Linked DNA regions of Hordeum vulgare: region 1 is linked to region 2. A link is a contact called in public Hi-C data. All regions are on one chromosome and are shown on one strand. The core of a region is the stretch at or near the end of the contact, and the rest is flanking DNA. Distances in the headings are between cores, read along the strand shown. Region 1 holds the start of LOC123409668 (protein IQ-DOMAIN 18-like). Region 2 has its middle 65 kb from the start of LOC123411047.

The links. A called contact is a pair of places that touch in the nucleus more often than the background predicts.
Region 1: a contact with region 2 is called in a Hi-C map of leaf, with 3 times the contacts expected there. The contact joins the promoter of LOC123409668 here to the enhancer-like site in region 2. A contact is called at or near these places in 2 of 6 Hi-C or Micro-C datasets (leaf and seedling) and 1 of 1 datasets of contacts at active chromatin or transcription factors (embryo).

What each region holds. Positions count from the first base shown.
Region 1 is chr7H:426,112,409-426,115,108 of MorexV3_pseudomolecules_assembly, reverse strand. It overlaps LOC123409668 (protein IQ-DOMAIN 18-like), which reads right to left and starts at 1,449. Exons shown (of 5, transcript XM_045102538.1): 1 at 1,088-1,449; 2 at 603-905; 3 at 231-509; 4 at 1-141. The coding sequence starts at 1,216.
Region 2 is chr7H:425,354,186-425,356,885 of MorexV3_pseudomolecules_assembly, reverse strand. No RefSeq gene overlaps it. Among protein-coding and RNA genes, the nearest start is that of LOC123411047, 65 kb to the right of the region's middle. Within about 2 kb of position 1,440, at least 2 of the 3 cell types and tissues checked have open chromatin away from gene starts, as enhancers often do. A contact at or near this core is called in leaf, where this site is marked.

The DNA.
Region 1 (2,700 bases), core at 200-2,699, 760 kb before region 2:
AGAGAAGGCGTATGAGAGAGCTCTCTCACGCTTGAGTGCAGCGTCTTTCCTCGTCTGAAGCATCGCTTGAATCTCCTCTATCGTCCGCGGCCGGTCGTCCCAGTCTTCGGCGGCGAAGCTGCTGCCGTCTCGCGACCGCTCCTGCAACCCAATCAATCCATCACCATCAAAATTGTAACAAACAGCAGCATGTGATCAACAGATGCGAATATTGATTGGTAAAGACGGACCACAGAGCGGCGTTCGGCGTATTCTTGGGTGTACTTGGAGTCCCACAAAGCGGATGTGTCAACGCTGTAGGAGGATTTGCTGCTGCCACAGGCAGCCGCACCGGCGGCGGACAGGGACTCCTGGGAGAGTCGCATCCGCTGGTCGCGCACGCGCGCCTGGACGCGCACCAGCGCCTGCATGCACCGCAGCGTCATGTTGGCCTGCTTCCGCACGTTGTGCCCGCGCACTAGCGCCTGCAGCTTCACCAGCCCCTTGAGCGCGCGCAGAGCACGCCTCGCCTGTGCAAGGGCAGAAACGCATTAGGGCGAACGCCTGGAGGGAGAATGAGATCGACGGCAAGTGAGACGTAGCCATTGCAAGCAGTTAGCTACCAGGTAGCCTCGGAAGGCGGTCTGCACGACAATGGCGGCGTAGTGCTCCCGCACGAAGCTGGAGGAGGGGCGGGTCAGGCGGACGACCTCAGCCGCCGCCTGAGCCGTGGCCACGGCAGCCTCGGCCGTCGCCGCGGTCGCCACGGCGAGCGCGATGGCGTGACGTTGCTCGTCCGTTACAGCAGGCGCAGGTGCCGACCTCGCCGCCGATTGCTGCTGCTCCGGCGGCGCGGTAGCAGACGCCGGGGAAGGAGACGGGGACGAGGATCTCCTGAAGAGCCATCTCCTCCTCTCCCTCTTGGTCTGCGCGGTGCGAGTGCACGAGACACAGCGTCAGTCATGCATTAACTTGTACTCCGGAATACATTAGTTAGGACACCGAGAATGACGAGGAGTAGGTTCGATAAAGACTAATCAAGAATGAAACGCCGAGAAGGACGGCCGGAGAGATGCACTGAGAGAAGAAACGGGGGAAGGTGGGCGACCTTATCCTCGTCGGCGTCGGGGTCCTCGCGCAGGCGTGCAGACTTCTTGGGGCTGTCCTCCTTGGACGGCGAGCGAAAGGCCCGCTTGACGGCGGTGAGCCACGACGACCCGCCCTTCTTATTCCCCATGGCGGACACCACCGGCTCGCGGTTGCTGTTGTTCCACGGCCGCGGGCATCGACCCACCTCCCTCCGTCGCACGGCTACGCTACGAGCTACTCGATCCTAGCGTGCTAGCGTGCGGCATGGCAGGAAGCGGCCGAGATATTATTATTGCCGCGGCTGGCAGGCGCGGGCAGTGGGGGGCTTGATGACTCACGCGCCCCCCTGCGTCTTTTATGTGGAGCCATCCATTAGCAGCAGACGCGCAGGAGAGCGCAGCGGAGTGGATGAGTGTAGTGAAGAAGACTGTGCTGCCGTCCGCACTGCTGCTACAAGTTGTTCACTCGCTGAGAGGTGGGGCCAGAATCCCTTTCCCCATGCTGTGGTGGAGTGGGTAGGGTCTTGGTGGGTGAACGTTACGATGGTGTGGAGCCCGGGGGGAAAGCCTTTTGAGCCGTTTGTCTAATCCGTTCGGGTGCGATGATGAGTGGACGGACGTGTGCGCTGCAGGTGCGAAATGATTCGGGGAGCATTTTTTTCTACTACTACGAGCATCATTTTCGAGTATATGTACATGATGCTAAATGAATTGATAATGACTGAAGAAAGTGTCTAGAGGGGGAGTTGGCACCGTTAGCTAGCTAGGCACTCCAAGTAACCACCAACCGTGAGCAAATATATTTGAATAAACTTGTGTGTATGGTTGTATCTCTACTTATCCTCAATGGATTTATGTAATTTGTCGGCACGCACCGCACCTCATGCAGACGAATCATTTTCTGTTTTTGTGTGTGCCGAGATCGACCGATCTAGGGTTGACTGCCTCAACTCAAGTAGTGGCATGCAGATACGGTGGGGGTCCAGCTGCGTGCGTGCTCCAGCAAGTCACATGCCCGCATTGGTGACACATGCGTGGTCTGGACCGGACCAGTAACCGCACCGGCTAGTTGGCTGCCCATATGCACCTTGTTAGAAGTACTTGCAAAAATTCAATGTGTTGTTGATGGGCCGGGTATAGTTACTAGGAGTACGTATTCCAAGAAAATATGGGAGTATCGTGGATCGCAGTACTACGTGCAGACGAGTTTGGATCATACGGCAGGATCGCACCTGCATGCATGCATGCACTCCACTCCAAGCAACTTCAAGAGTCAAGACCTCCGCATGAAGAAAATAGAGGAGGCAAGAACAACTCCAACCTTTGTTTTATCCGGATTTTATCCGTTTGGAAAAAAAAGAACACGCCCCTCCGCTTCCGGTCGGGCGGCCTTCCGTGCGTTTAACGGGGTTGTTCCATCCAAAAATGACGTACACATCGGCAACTAAATCCTAGCCCCACATCATCGATGATGACGTTGAGTTGCATACATCACCCGAATAGACATGACAAAACAAATTTTAAAACCTAAAATAATAATGTAACACCGGCCCAAAGTCAAGTTCAGAAATTTCTACCACAAATTTAAAACTAAAACAACATAAAAAAGTTGAAGCCTTTCGTCGTGGCTGCC
Region 2 (2,700 bases), core at 191-2,690:
AGGGGACACACAAACAAGGACGGAGGTGGTTCTTACCTTTTTTAGTGGAAGGTATAGGTCTTACCTATATGCACCAACTTTCTAATATATGTACGATGCAAGACCCAACGTACCAAACTATATATATGGGTAGCACGATACAACTTATAAATTCAAAACTAAGTGTTATACTTCACAAGTTTGGAACGAGAAACTAGACCATGTACATCACGCCTATGTCGTTTGCGTCGCATCCCACATGGTCGTCCCAGCCCGCTGCTCAACGTGCATTGGCTAGGCCTATCACTAACTGGGACTGTATGTGCATGAACTGACGATGCGTCAAACTGGCAAACTCCCCCGCTTACTCCACGAGGGAACTCTATTATAGTACTAAAGTCATAGAGTACAAGTACTCCGGTACGTGCTAAGCATGTTAGTTGGTAGTATTACAATTACAAGCCACAACTAAATAGAAACAAAATACAAGCAATATCTTGTTTGGGGTGATTTATTTCTTTATTTAGTCAATGTATTATGAATAATATCATGTGGGGGGCACCCAGGAAGCAACGTGGCACATTTGGAAGTCTTGTTGCGAGTTTCTTGTGTGGATCGAACAGTGTCATGATGCTGGTTTCGGTTTCGGAATATCTAGATGATACCTTGCGTGTTATCATAGGAACTCTTAGTCATATGCACATGATAATACAAAAATTGAATAACTTTAATCACTTTGAACTCATATGTGTACACGATACTTGGAGTATAATTGTAAAGATAACTATGTGTCAAGTATCCTATCAAGTTTTTCACTAAATACAATTATATGGCATAAGTAATATCATAGGTTTACATAAGTCTAATGTATATAAACACATTTAAACATGGATTTGAAATGGAGACGCTATAAAAACTATGTACACATTGCCATTTTGAGATACTTCTTGTGTATTATGCGTGACTCTTGTTATAAATCAGATCCATCAGTATACAAGTTCTAAAAATTATGACCAAATCATTCATATTTGCAAGTGTGAAAACGTGTGTTAGATTAGATCATTGTATCCGCTCATACTGCTCGAGTAACAAATAATATTTTATCTATAGAATTTTTTATCTATAAAGACTATAAACGTTCTAGGACTAAAGATGATAATGGCCATGGATATGAATCTACTATAACTAAATAGGAGACACCCATTAGCTAATTTCTCTTAACATGCAAGATACCCACATCAGCAAACAACATACAGCCAATCAACTCAATAAATCTACCACCTCAGGAAAACAAAATCACGAAAGAAATCAACTATACACGCTGTGTATTTGCATGCTCACTTTGTTTCCCATCCCAATAACGTACGTCAAATGAACTCGGTCTATTGTGCTAGCCCATGTAAACCACAAGCCTCATCTCAGCTTCAATTCCCATCGCCACCGCTACGGGAGCTTTTATGCAGCGCCGCAGACGTCCGTTAACGATCCAGCGCCTGCAATATTGCTAGCATGAGCCGGCCCATTAGAGTGATGTCCAGTTTTTTTTTTCATTTTTTGTTATGAAAATAAAATTATAGAATCAGAAAAAGGTTACAGATTTAAAGAAATAAACGTTCACCCATTCGAAAAAAAAATATCTTATCTTTTAAAAAAGCTAATCAATTTTGAAAAAAAAGTTCATCAATTTTAAAACATTGGAATTAAAAAAGAAGTTCACCCAATTTAGCAAAAGTGCATTAAATTTTTAAAAAGTTCAATAAATTTGTAAAAATTCATAAACAATCTAAAAAAGTTCATTGAATTAAAAAAAATCATAAATCTTTAAAAATTTCATCCATTTTCAAAAAGATGTTCATCAAAATTCAAAAACATTCATCAATATGCAAAAACCTTCATCAATCTTAAAAAATATTTGCGGAAATTTAAGAAAATGTTCTTCAATATTAAAATGAGTTTGTATAATTTAAAAAAAAATATCAAACGGCGCCTACATGGTCCGACCCATTTATGAACGCCACCGTTGCCAGTTAACTGACGCGTGTGGCGCGAAATAGGAAATGCCCACCGCAACCTCTTCCAGTTCTGGGGTCGAACATCGCCCGACCACAAATGCACATGGAAGTAAACTGCAACATTCATCTCTTCTCATTAACACACCCTCTATTATTCAAAGAGAGTGCTAGATGAAACTGAGCGTCAAAGCTTTTGCATCTAAAAACATGTCTGTGCTGCCATCCTCCGTCATGAATACTGCATTGCCTCTCATCCGACGCCACTCTCCACACTGGGACTACGACCAGGGTGCGATTTCGTTACCGGCTACCTGAAATTCCATAACGTCGAGGAAGGCATAGTTTACCGATGTCTCCGTGCGTCATTTCTCGGCCGGCGGCAGCGCCGCGGATTCTGGCCCAATCAGCAAAGATGTATTCCAATGGGACTTCATCATGAGATCTAGCACATCATCTTACCAGGTGAGCACTACCGCGCTTACCTTAAAATTACATCTTTGACATGCCTGTGTGTGGTTGGTCGTTCCAATTCTGCCTTTGTGTTCACCTTTCAGTCCCTACTTCACGGTCTGCAACTTCTTTTAATCCATGCTGCACTCCATGTCCCTCTACAATCCAGCCTATCAATTCCATGTATTTTTTTGAAACGAAGGCAAAACATCATACTAATTAAGAAGAAAAGAATTGTCCGATTAATTAACAAAAAACC